Linked DNA regions of Mus musculus: region 1 is linked to region 2. Evidence: chromatin contacts called from public HiChIP or PLAC-seq data. All regions are on one chromosome and are shown on one strand. Each heading gives the region's core, a stretch centred on a gene start, on an enhancer-like site or on the middle of the called end of the contact. The rest is flanking DNA. Distances are from core to core; before and after follow the strand shown. Region 1 has its middle 50 kb from the start of Gm39319. Region 2 has its middle 26 kb from the start of Scn3b.

What was found. HiChIP or PLAC-seq counts read pairs in DNA pulled down with a chosen protein or histone mark.
Region 1: an H3K4me3 HiChIP or PLAC-seq map of bone marrow-derived macrophages shows a contact between it and region 2, with 4 times the contacts expected there. The contact joins two enhancer-like sites. A contact is called at or near these places in 6 of 484 Hi-C or Micro-C datasets (cerebellar granule neurons, cerebral cortex, cortical neurons and 2 more) and 5 of 115 datasets of contacts at active chromatin or transcription factors (bone marrow-derived dendritic cells, bone marrow-derived macrophages and embryonic stem cells).

Annotation. Positions count from the first base shown.
Region 1 is chr9:40,613,640-40,619,533 of GRCm38.p6, forward strand. No RefSeq gene overlaps it. Among named protein-coding and RNA genes, the nearest start is that of Gm39319, 50 kb to the right of the region's middle. Within about 2 kb of position 2,387, at least 63 of the 459 cell types and tissues checked have an H3K27ac peak or open chromatin away from gene starts, as enhancers often do. A contact at or near this core is called in bone marrow-derived macrophages, cortical neurons and embryonic stem cells, where this site is marked.
Region 2 is chr9:40,239,972-40,245,812 of GRCm38.p6, forward strand. No RefSeq gene overlaps it. Among named protein-coding and RNA genes, the nearest start is that of Scn3b, 26 kb to the right of the region's middle. Within about 2 kb of position 1,685, at least 115 of the 459 cell types and tissues checked have an H3K27ac peak or open chromatin away from gene starts, as enhancers often do. A contact at or near this core is called in bone marrow-derived macrophages, cortical neurons and embryonic stem cells, where this site is marked.

The sequences.
Region 1 (5,894 bases), core at 1,137-3,636, 370 kb after region 2:
GTTCTCTGGGGACCTCTTGGATTTGGGTAGAAAATCAAGAGAAAGAAGGAAAGGGATACTTCCTCACACCCATCACTATAGTAGAGGAGGTCTGAGGCTTTTCTTTAGGATATTCTGCTTTCAGATTTAGTGGAAAAGCGGGAACAAGAGATGTACAGGAAACTACCAGAACTTGAAGTTATCAGGCTAGCGGGATGTCTCAGCAGAAAGACCCTAACCACCAGGCCCAGTGACCTGAGCTCAGTTCTCATGCCCCACGCAGTGGGAGGCAAAAACCCACTCCTGTAATCCATCCTCTGGCCTCTACGTGTATCCTGTGACACACACACATGCGCTCACACACAAGCTTGCACATACACATTGTCACAAATAAATGTATTGAAAGTTTTTAAACCACTTGCCTGCTTTCAAAGGGCAAAACGCTTCCAAATATGTAATGAGTGGTCTTGCCTGGTTGCTCACATAAAAATACAGAAGCAAAAGGGAAACGGGGCCTGAGCCTTAAGAGGCTGGGTGTGCAGAGGGCAGAGCCATAGCTTCCTGAGAACTACAGTGTGCGCATGCACAGCAGGTGCATCTTGCAGCAGAGGCACCTGGCAGCTGGTGCAGGGAGTGTGGGAGATACCCAAATGACCTGCTGCTGCTACTTAAAGAACTGCTGTTGCATCAACAGGGACAGAAATAGCAGGCAACAAGAATGCGAAGATTCTTAACTCCCTCCTCTTGGCTTCCCGTCCTCCTTTGGTGTCCCTGTAACAAAGGAGAAATGAGACCCAGGTTCAGTATCACAAGGCACATCGTAGAATGGTTTATGTGGCAAAGAAAGACAGCAGCTGTTTAGCTAGGGTTTTTCTTTCATTCACAGAGCCTCATAAAAGTAGCTTACCATGATCAGGAAATCCAGACACACACACTCCAGGCGTTAAGCGTAAAGTTTGATTGACGTGCCTTTCTATAGGTCCCCAGATTATAAGAATCAGTATCTGTAAAGATACTGATACGACTTTTATAAATATCAGGAGAGGAGTGTGTATAACATTACTCTTGTTTTATAGCAAGAGTAACTACTCTCAGCTTATATAAACCCAAATTGACTCATATTTCCTGTGTATTAAGAAGTCTTATATCACCAGATGCTGAACTAAAATGAAAACACATGTGATTAGTTAGAGCCACCTAGGAGACAAACCTCTGTGAGTGTCTATCAGGGAGTGTCAAGATGGGTTAATTGATGTAGAAAGTCTAACTAACTGTAGGCAGCACCACTCCACAGGCCAGGACCCCAGGCAGGGAGTGTCAAGATGGGTTAATTGGTGTAGAAAGCCCACCGTCAGTGTGAGCGGCACCACTCCACAGGCCAGGACGCCAGGCTGCAGATAAAGGAAAAGAGTGAGCCGAGCTGCTGCAGCCTTCAGCATGCTGTTTCCAAGCTTCAGATGCAACAGGCCTCGAACCCCTATCACCAGGACTCCCCCACCATGATGGGTTATACCCTCCCTGCTTTAAATTTCTTTGTTGGTATTTTATCATCACAGTGAGCGAGGAAACATACTACTCTGGCCGGCATATATGTGGAGCTTTATACAGTTAATATTGCTGTTATTGGACTGGGGAGATGGCCCAGTAGGTAAGAGCACTTGCTCTGCAAACATGAGGACCTGAATTCAAATCCCCAGCACCCTGGGCAAGGCAACACATGCTTGTAAACTTAGCATTAAGGGGCAAAGATAGAAAGATTGTAAGAGCTGGCCGGCCAGCCAGACTAAGCAAAATAGTGAGCTTCAGGTTCAGGGACAGACCCTGATTCAACTCAATAAGGCCAAGAGTTATAGAAGAAGACCCCTTATGTCCGGCTCTGGCCCCAAATGCACAGGCTTGAGCATGCATACCCAGACACCATGTGCACGCACCATTCATACATACTACAGACATATACAAATACATGTTATCGGCATTTTTTCTAGTTTCCTGACTTGAACATGAACATCACTGTTGGGAGGTGCTTTGGTTTGGATACACTCTGAGCACGTCTTTCAGTAATATTCAAAAACGGTAGTCTTTCAGGGTCTGGTGATTTCTATGGCCATTCCCTTCCAAAAATCAGTCTCCTTTATCAACCAAGCCCAGTAATGCCAAGATACACCAGAGCCTTGACAGTCGGTGTCACCCTTTTCACTCCTAATTGCGGTGACCAATCATTTTTCCAACTGTACACGTAACAGATCCAGGGTTAAAACCAGGGCAAACCCCACTTCAGATCCTGCTCTGGCTCCCTTGTCCCTCTGTTACGACAACCCCATTTGGTGTGTATTGTAGCAGGAGGAGTCTGTCTCCTTGCTCACACATTCTAGTCTTTCTCTGAGTGAGGAAGTATAGCTAACCAACTGCGTGTTCTCTGCACTTAGTCAGTCACGGCACACTGCAGATGTTCCCCCATCGTTCAGGAGCAGTGCTGAGGAATTATTTCTGAGCAGCCTCTGCCAGGCATGTGGCTGAGAGACACCTGGAGAGAGAAAATAAAATCCATTGACAGAGTGAGTGTTCTGGGGAACGACTGGACTTTCTCATTTTCCTTCTGGGCTGTGGTGTCAACTGAGGACGCTGTCGTGGGAAGATGTGGAAGAAGGGTACGGATGGGTTCCTCAGGAATCAGGGGTCGGAAAGGAGCAGGAGAGCCAGCATTCTTGAGCTATACTAAAATGATCGAAGGTTCCAAACTCACCATCTCAGGTACTTAAATTTTTGCATCAATTTGAAGTAAACGACTGCGCCATACACCTTCTATCACACAAGTAGCTCCAGTGCCTTTGTTTTAAAAAACAAAAAACAAAACAGAACAGAAACACCAGTTTGGGTAGCTAAGAAAGGCGGAGCCCCAGAGCCCAACCCTTAGAAATATGAAGAACCTGCTGGAGCCCACCATGGCCACTAGGTGGCACTAGTACAGAGCTAATTCAGAGGCCAGGTCTCTGCAACCATCCTCCTAAAACCCTCTCCTTTATCAACTTAGGTCAGTAATACGGAGATACACTGGAAACCGGAGCTTGAATCCGGCTGCTCTTATAATCCCATAGCGAGCCTTTTATGTGATTGCTGCATTTATCATTAATAGCGCATTTGCTCTGCATCAGGAGCCTGAATTAGCAGAGGTTTAATAACGGGAAGCAGCCTAATGTTTACACTAAGCTAAGCAAGGTCACCCGGGTATTCAGAGAAATGACCCGAACAGTCTCCCAGCAGGATTAATGTAAATGAAGCATTTCTTTGATTAGCTTTGTTCAGCTGCCCTCCCCTCCCCCGCTTTTAAAATGACCGGTTTCAGAGGATCACAGTTTAATTACATAATCATATAAAATAATATTTAATAAAGCACAGAGCAAACAAGCATAATGAGCAACATTTTCTGGCTATTACCAGCAACTGGAGGCAGCCAGATACAGGCTTAATTCTTTAATCTTGCAGATCCGCTGTTAGGGAAGGATCTGAAACACAATCCACGGGATGGTGAGGGTTAAATGGTGTGTGGACCACAGTGCATAGAACGTGTGCAACAAAAGAAAGCCCCTTTCCTCCTCACCAGTGACAGGGCTTCGCATCAATAATTAAAATGGATGTCTGCACGGCTCCTGTACAAACTACGGCCGGAGAACTTTATTCCTTTGAAATCACTTCACATCCACCCGTCCTTTTCACCTTGCAAGCCTCAGAACATAGCTACTGCTACCGAGGAGATGGGATGGGGAGGGGAATATTTAAAACACATTTTAAGGATAAATGCAGACGTCTACATCTTGAGCTGGCTTGGCCCACGTGGCTCACTTTCCTCAAGATTTGCACATTCAGTTGCCAGCGTTCTTCCTGCTGTGGCTTCATTACCTCCACCCCGGGGGCGGGAGGCTGGGGGCAGGAGGCTGGGGGCGGGAGGGGGGGTGATGGGTGTACAGACGGACGGGGACAGAGGACCGGACTGGAATGTGGGTTGTGTCTGGTTTCAAGTGGGCAGAAACGGAAGGGCGGGATGTGGTTTTGAAATTCAGGAAACCTCTCTCTAGCTCTCCAGGAGGTCAGGATAAATCTTGAGTAATTCATAGTCAGAAATTCAGGTGAGGGAAGGCTTGCCTAGGATGGAGTTTGGCATAAAGGAAAGCAGTTGGCCCGGAATCCGCAGACACAGAAGCTGCATGGCTCCGCTATTGTCGTAAAAGGATGTGTCTGGGTTTTGTTCCAGGTTTCTGGGAGGAAGCTTGTAAAACCCTTGATTTCCCAAGTTCTAGGAGCCCCTGAGTTTGTAGTAATGAGCCGGCTCTGGGTAGTGGCTAGTTCTCACGTAAGCCTACTATGACCAAGAGACCGAGCACAGAGAGGGTGGGGAGCCAGAGACTGAGTGTACCAATTATGCCGGCATATCAAACGCTCCGTAAAAAGCCTGGATGCTGCAGCTTGTTGAGCTTATGGGTTAGTAAACCCAACCATGCAAAGACTAATGGACCATGAGAAAGGACCATACGGGATGCTTTCAGAATCCGCATCATGTCCTTTGCTTGGTCCCAATTTGTATCCTTTAGAAAAAAAAAACCTGGGGCTGGAGAGATGGCTCAGTGGTTAAGAGCACTGACTGTTCTTCCAAAGGTCCTGAGTTCAAATCCCAGCAACTACATGGTGGCTCAAAACCATTCATAATGGGATCTGATGCCCTCTTCTGGAGTGTCTGAAGACAGCTACAGTGTATTTATGTATAATAAATAAATCTTAAAGAAAAAAAAATCCTAAGTACAAAACTTCCTTGAGTTCTGAGAGTTATTCTGACAACTGTATCAAAACTGAAGGGAATTCTGGGAACTGGCTTCACTCTGATTTGACGTCAGTTTGTCAAAAAGAATGTGAGTGAACTACACATCCAGTCTACATCCACTACACTACATAGAGTAACTTCCTGGGGACAGAATCATTAAATTATGAGCTATGTCCTAACTCCAGGTAATTAGCGACAGAATGGATTCCTACTTGAATAGGTATTTACAAATGCTTAGCCTCCGGCAAGTCACTTGCCCACTGAGATTTATCCCTGCACCTTTAACATGAAGCTGGCCGTCATGATTGCTACAGACACGACAAAGAGACAGTGCGAGCAAAGGTGTCAGGGTGCTGTGAAGAGTTCTTCCAACGATGAGAAGAGAAAAGCCACCAACCCAAATCAACATTGCCAAACTAATTAAAGCAAGCAGTTCATTAAAGTATGCTTTTTATTCCTGTACATAGGCTGCCTTCCCCTAAAGTGGGTTCGAGAGATCAGCGCTGAAGTGAAGATAGGTAGGGCTTTTATAGCTATAGGGTAGGACATTTCCAAATGGGGAAGGAAACATGGAAGGGTTACAGGAGCAGAATATAACCGGTGGTCAAAACAAAGTAATCACAATTGGTGGTCATAACAAGGTAGTCGCAGGCAGTCAGAATGTAAGATTTGTGGTAGCTCAAAATGACCACGGTTGTAAAGAGTTAAGTAAGTGTGTTCTTTTCCCAGAATTTGCCTCACTGCAAGGTGTGCCTAGAGATAGTCCTCTGAGTGTATAGAAAAGCCCACACAATGTCTCCAAGCTTATTCACCAAGAGATAGTCCTCTGATTGTAATCACAAACAGGCTTGAACCTCGTTTGTATTTACGATAAGGTGGCTTTTAAGGCCAGAGGTAGGCTGGTTCTTCAAGGTCCCCAGAACCTCAGTCTCCCTATCACCAATGTGGTCTTTTGTTCCTATGCCTCATAGAATTTTAATTAGGACTAGCTGAGGCCATTAATGTGAAACGTTAGAAGAGATCCACCAGAGCTAGAAAGATGGCTCAACAGTTAAGAGCACTTGTTGCTCTTTCAGAGGACCTAAGTTCAATTCCCAACACC
Region 2 (5,841 bases), core at 435-2,934:
TTAATGCAAATCTCAGAGCCGACTCAGCCAAGGCACATGTGGCATTCCTTTTGTTTACAGGATTTTGTTTACTGCCTTGCTTTTTTCTTGACCTAGAACTGATCTTATTATTTTGTGTGTACAAAAATGGTATAAAAGCAGACTGGAAAAATAATAAACCCGCTTCAGCCTCAGAACTGGCTGGGGTCATGCTACAGTGTTGTCTAATTGTCCTTTTTCTTTTTAATCCTTTGCCCCTGCCTGGGAGAACCTGTTGACCAACTGAGCTGGCTCAGTCACTCACTGATAAGTGGATATTAGGGAAAAAGCTCAGAAAACCCATGATACAACTCACAGACCATATATGAAGCTCAAGAAGAAGGATACCTGTAGTTTGGATGCTTCAGTCCTTCTTAGAAGGAGGAATAAAATACTCCCGGGAGGTAGAGGGTGGGAGGGACTTGGGAGGAAAGGAGGAGGGGGAGGGGAAAGGGAGAGCAGAATCAGGTATGGCAGCAGTCGGGGGCGATATACTGAGGGTCAGGAAATAGAACAGAGGTGCATAGCAATAGAGGGCGGGGAACAGGGAGTAACCACCAGAAAGTTCCAAAATTCCAGGAAAGCAAAATGTTCCCAGAACCCAACGGGGGATGACCTTAGCTGAAATACCCAACAAAAGGGAGGGTGAGCCTGTAGATACCATAAGCATCTACCCACTCATTTCCAAAATTTTAACCCAGAATTGCTCAACCTCTGCACATGCATACATGGGCAAGTGCACACATACATGCATGCGCGCGCGCGCGCGCACACACACACACACACACACACTTAGGTTTATTTCTCAACACTGAAAGAAGAAATGAAGACAAGTGAATGGGGGGGGGGTTCATAGTGTAGTTCACACGGGCACCAAGGCCAGACTTCTGAGTCTCCAAGATGTTCCCACTGGGAGTCCGGTAAAGACGGCACAGACTCAGTATTTGTAGTCAGGAGAACTGACAATTGTTTTTTAAAGGTTAGGGAAACTGAAGGCCAAATTAAGAGGGATTTTTAAAATCTGTTGTTGTGTGAATGGTGCTTGTGAGTGTGATCGTGTGCTCTGAGTGTGTGGAAGTCTGAGGACAACTTTCAAGAGTTGATCTTCTCCTTCCCGGTCCCGGGCTCCCTGCATTGAACTCAAGTGGTCGGGCTTTCCTGGTAAGCTTTTGCCCGCTGAACCATCTCTCCACCTTGACATAAAAATGTTAAAACTAAGGTATCTCCCAAGATGTTAAAGACTTCTTCCTGAGGGTTAGTCGCTGGCAAGGGTCATTGTAGTGCGCTGAGATTGGTTGGGTGGAGCAAGAAATGCACACTCCAAGGGGGAAGCAGCTGCAGCAACAGAGAGAAGTAGACCGCAGCACTAGAGCCTGCTGGAGAAAAGTTAACAATGCCTGAGAAAGAAAGGGAGCCTCACAGCTCAAGGAACGGAGTGATGTCCTTGCGGGAGCACAGGCCCAGCACAAAGCCAGCAGCAGACAGGCAGGCTGGGGTAGATCTGAGGGTGCCACATGGGAAGTAGGGAACACATCTGTGTGGGTGGGTGGGTGGAATGAAGGGGGAATTTATTCTGGATTTAAGGCAGAGACTGCACTTCTAGTGGGGGTGGGGGATGGAAGCTCTACCTTGTGGGCGTGGCCCGTTTGAGAGCGAATGTCCCTTTGCTGAGGGAGCACGGCTTCCCCTCCCACCCAGAAGGGAGAGCGGCACTGCCTGTTCCCACACACCCTCCCTTAGCAGGCTCGAGCACATTAATCATAGTCTTCCTCGCCGTGTACATTAGCACAGCTTTCCCACGTCCGGAAAAATGTTCCATATTTATGCCCTCATTTAAGCCTCACTGTTCACTTGGGCGTTCATCGGGGAAGGTAGAGTTTTAAAGCTTAAAAAAAAGAAAGAAAGAAAAGAAACGCGGAGGTGTCGTGAAGCTTGTGGCTAAACGGTTGATTTCGAGTTGTGAGGGTATAATAATCAACCCTGAACTAGCATTTGTACTCTGTGCTTTCCTATCCAGCCATGTTGGCGCCCAGGTCACAGGATCTTTTGCAATATGAAAGTGCAGGGGAGAGATCTTCGGAGAGAAACGCTAACAGCCAAATCCAGCCTCACGGAAGCAGCCTTGCTTCCCAAGGAGCTGGGCTGAAGGCAGAGCACCAGCTCTTTCTTTGGTGGTCTGTTGTGTGTCTTAAGAAATGCAAGAAAATATCAAATTTCACCCCAGCTGGTTTGACACTTTCAGGTAATTCCTGTCCTAACCATACATGGATCCTGGATTAATGAGAGTATATTTTTATCTCTCAACCTTTGAGCTGAAGCTAAGAGAGCTGCTGTTCTTTGCCTGCTGGATGAGGTTGCCATGGAAACTCTTTCAGGAGAAAAAGCACCTCCCCCTTATAATGTGACAACAAGCAGGAACTAAAACGGACCATCCACTCTAAGATGAGAATGGGGGTGTGGTACACAGACCAAACAAAGCATTACCCCTCCCTCCCCTCCTTCAAGATTCCCTGTAACCCACAATTATGAAGTGTTCCCCCAAACAGATTCATGTCCAAATACACAACAGTAATGCTCTTTTGACTCCCAAAATCCTGATCTTTACTGATACTTTCTTGGGCATGGCCTGGAAGGCCAGGTATAGCTAAGGGCACCAGTTGCGTGTATTGTGTCTGAGCTGGCTTCATGTGACCAACATGTGCATTTCTTGTCCAATGACAGCACACTGCAGGCTTAAAAGGAACCCAGCTGTCGGGCGTGGTGGCGCACACCTTTAATCCCAGCACTCGGGAGGCAGAGGCAGGCGGATTTCTGAGTTCGAGGCCAGCCTGGTCTACAGAGTGAGTTCCAGGACAGCCAGGGCTATACAGGGAAACCCTGTCTCGAAAAAAAAAAAAAGGAACCCAGCTAAGAACATTTCACACACAGATACATAAAGTCAGACAGGCAGAGAAACACATAAATAAATAAATAAATAAATAAATAAATAAATAAATAAATAAATCCTGCAGATTAAAGCTTTGTGGGGGGGGGGGGGCAGCTCACTTTTGAGATACTTTTTTCTCTTCAGGATTCAGTATCTGATTTGGAATATATTGTCTTTTCAATATTCCTGGGCTGAATGCATCTTTGAATACAAAGAGAGATGATAACTCAGATTTACAACTGAGACTAGAACACAGGTCTCTTATAACTTACACAATCCCTGCAATGTTTGCATCATTAGGACTGTGAAGGATTTAAAGCATACATGCTACCCTCACTAGGGTGTATCCCTAGTAACGAAGATGATCGTTTTTAATCATTTACTTGTGCTTTTCAAGGGTAGGAATGAGGTCAAGTCTTGCCATGTAGCCCAGGCTGTCCTCAGACTTGCAATTCTCCTCCCTCTGCCTTCTGAGTGTTGGCCATAGGTGGGCACCATCGCGCCCGAATGAGGGCAGATTGTCATACACACTGCTTTGCCATTAGAGCCAAGAAGAGTGCCTGGCATACTGCACATGCTCCATAGGTGTCTGATGATTGATTTATTAACTCAATGAATGTTTGAAACGGATGGATCAAAGAATCATGTGTAAAACAGTGACAAGCTGTCAGAAGACATCAGCCCAGGAAATGGTAGTCACTAGCCCAAGAATACAAACAGTATCAATGAGAGGGAAAAGCTAGAAATTCAGCTCTAGATCTTATGCTGAGCTGCAATGTCACCTACTTCCGAATTCCCAGTACCATGGAAAATGCTGCACTTGATTTGTGGTCATAGCCTTTCCACTTATCGCTGAGGATCATTTTCTGTCATCTTATTATATAAGGTGCTTTTACCCTGGGGGAATTCCATTTTTCTGTGAATGTTTTTGTCATCTCTAACCACATCTGATGTTTTTGCGATCAAGTATAGCTACAAAGGAGGACTTAGGATCTTTACATAGGGTCAGTACCCTCTTGGTTTCCTTCCTCCCTTCCATCTTTTTTCTCGTTTTCCTCCATTCTCCCTCCCATCCTCCCCCCTCCCCCTTTCTCTCTCTTCAGTCCACAGCTGTCTTCTCTATACCTGGATAAGACCCTTCCCATAAACCCTGAATAACTTGCCTACAAAAGCTTACTGCATAGTTACAAGTCTCAGGAAGAGCCTGGATGTTTGAGGAAGAATACAGTATTCAAGGATGGAAGACAACACTAGTTTTTGTTGTTTGGCTTTTGTTTTTGTTGGTTTCACTGGTAGATTTTAGATCACCCTTGTAGATATCGGTATTCTGCAGAGTATGTGCTGTTTGGTTTTATGTCAACTTGACACAAGCTAAAGTCATTTGAGAAGAGAAAAACCTCAATTGAGAAAAACATACCCACCAGATTGGCCTGTGAGGCATTTTCTTGATTGTGGACTGATTTAGGAAAAACTTATATACAGTTTTCAGATATAGGAATGAAACAGAGTAAGCAAATAGCTATCATGCAATCATGAAGTCCCAGAGACCTAATCAAGCAAGGTTGCACTAAGGCAGCACAGGATAGCTCAAGTGCAGCTCAGACCAAGAGCTCAGTGACCTTGGGACTGATAACCACAGCCCTTCAAGCTGGGAAGTAGGGTTGAGTTCTCAGGATCTGGAGAACAGAAGCTTCCCCAAGACCCTGGCCCCAAGCCTTTCTAAACATGTGCCTGGTTTAGGCAAGGAACTAAGTTCTTTCTCCATACCTCAAAAAGAAAGTCCCTGATCAGCCTGGGCCTCACCTATCCTGATTTCTATGAAGAGCTACAGGCAATTAATGGATGCTAAAAAAGGAGAATCAGCCTCCTCCAGGAACAAGCCTCCTGATAGGTTATCCAACCTCAAATGGCTAACCCTAAAACACACACGGACACACACAACACACAGACACACACACACACACACACACAAACTTCTAACAATAATAAGAAGTCGTGAGTTTAACAAGGGACATGAGAGGAGTTGGAAGGGAGAGGATCAAGTGAGAAAGATGTAAACATAGTACTAACATACAGAATTCTCAAAAATGAATACACTAAACATTTCCTTCAGCAAAGAATTCATTGATTAAGACAGAGCTGAGAGTGTCGCTGAGCAAGAGTGCATGTTCAACATATATGAAGCCTTGAGTTTAATTCTCATGACTGCGGGGGGGGGGGGGACACAATGGAGCAGGGAGAAAGAGGAGGATGGAAAGAAAGGAAAAAGGGAAGAGAAAACAGAGGAGGCAGGGAAGTCACTCAAATGGTGTCACATGGAGTTGGGCTCTGGGGTAAATGTGATGACCCAAAAGGCACAGAGTTCCTGTATTAGACTGAAGGTTTAATACACAGATCCAATATACCAGTGATAGAAAGTGTCCATTTGTTTATGGTGATTATCACTTTGTATACAGAATGTCTCAAATCCATGAAATGAGCTAACTTGGCAGATACTGTGAAGTATGAAACCTGTGGGGTCAGAAGGAAGAGTTCAAGAATCAAGAGTAAAGAAGGCAGCTGGCACAGGAAGTCAATACGCTAGCATAGGAGGTCAAAACTTGCAGGGAATTCTGGAAAAACACTTTGTCCAGATGGAAGCAGAACCACAGAAGAGACTCGTAAAGGAGTTAGACGAAGCGGTCCACCGGCTACTGCAGCGGGCTGCTGCTGTTCAACAGAGCCAGTAGTCTAAAAATAAACTGGAAGCAGGTCAGTCAGAGGTGAGAAAGACCAGCTGAGACCACGGGGGAACCTTCCTTTCCATCTACATGGCATTTCTGTGATGCTTTTCTTAGGGCAAGGGCTGTTCCTTCACGTGATCGCCTGCATTTGATGCAAGTTCTTTTGCACAAACC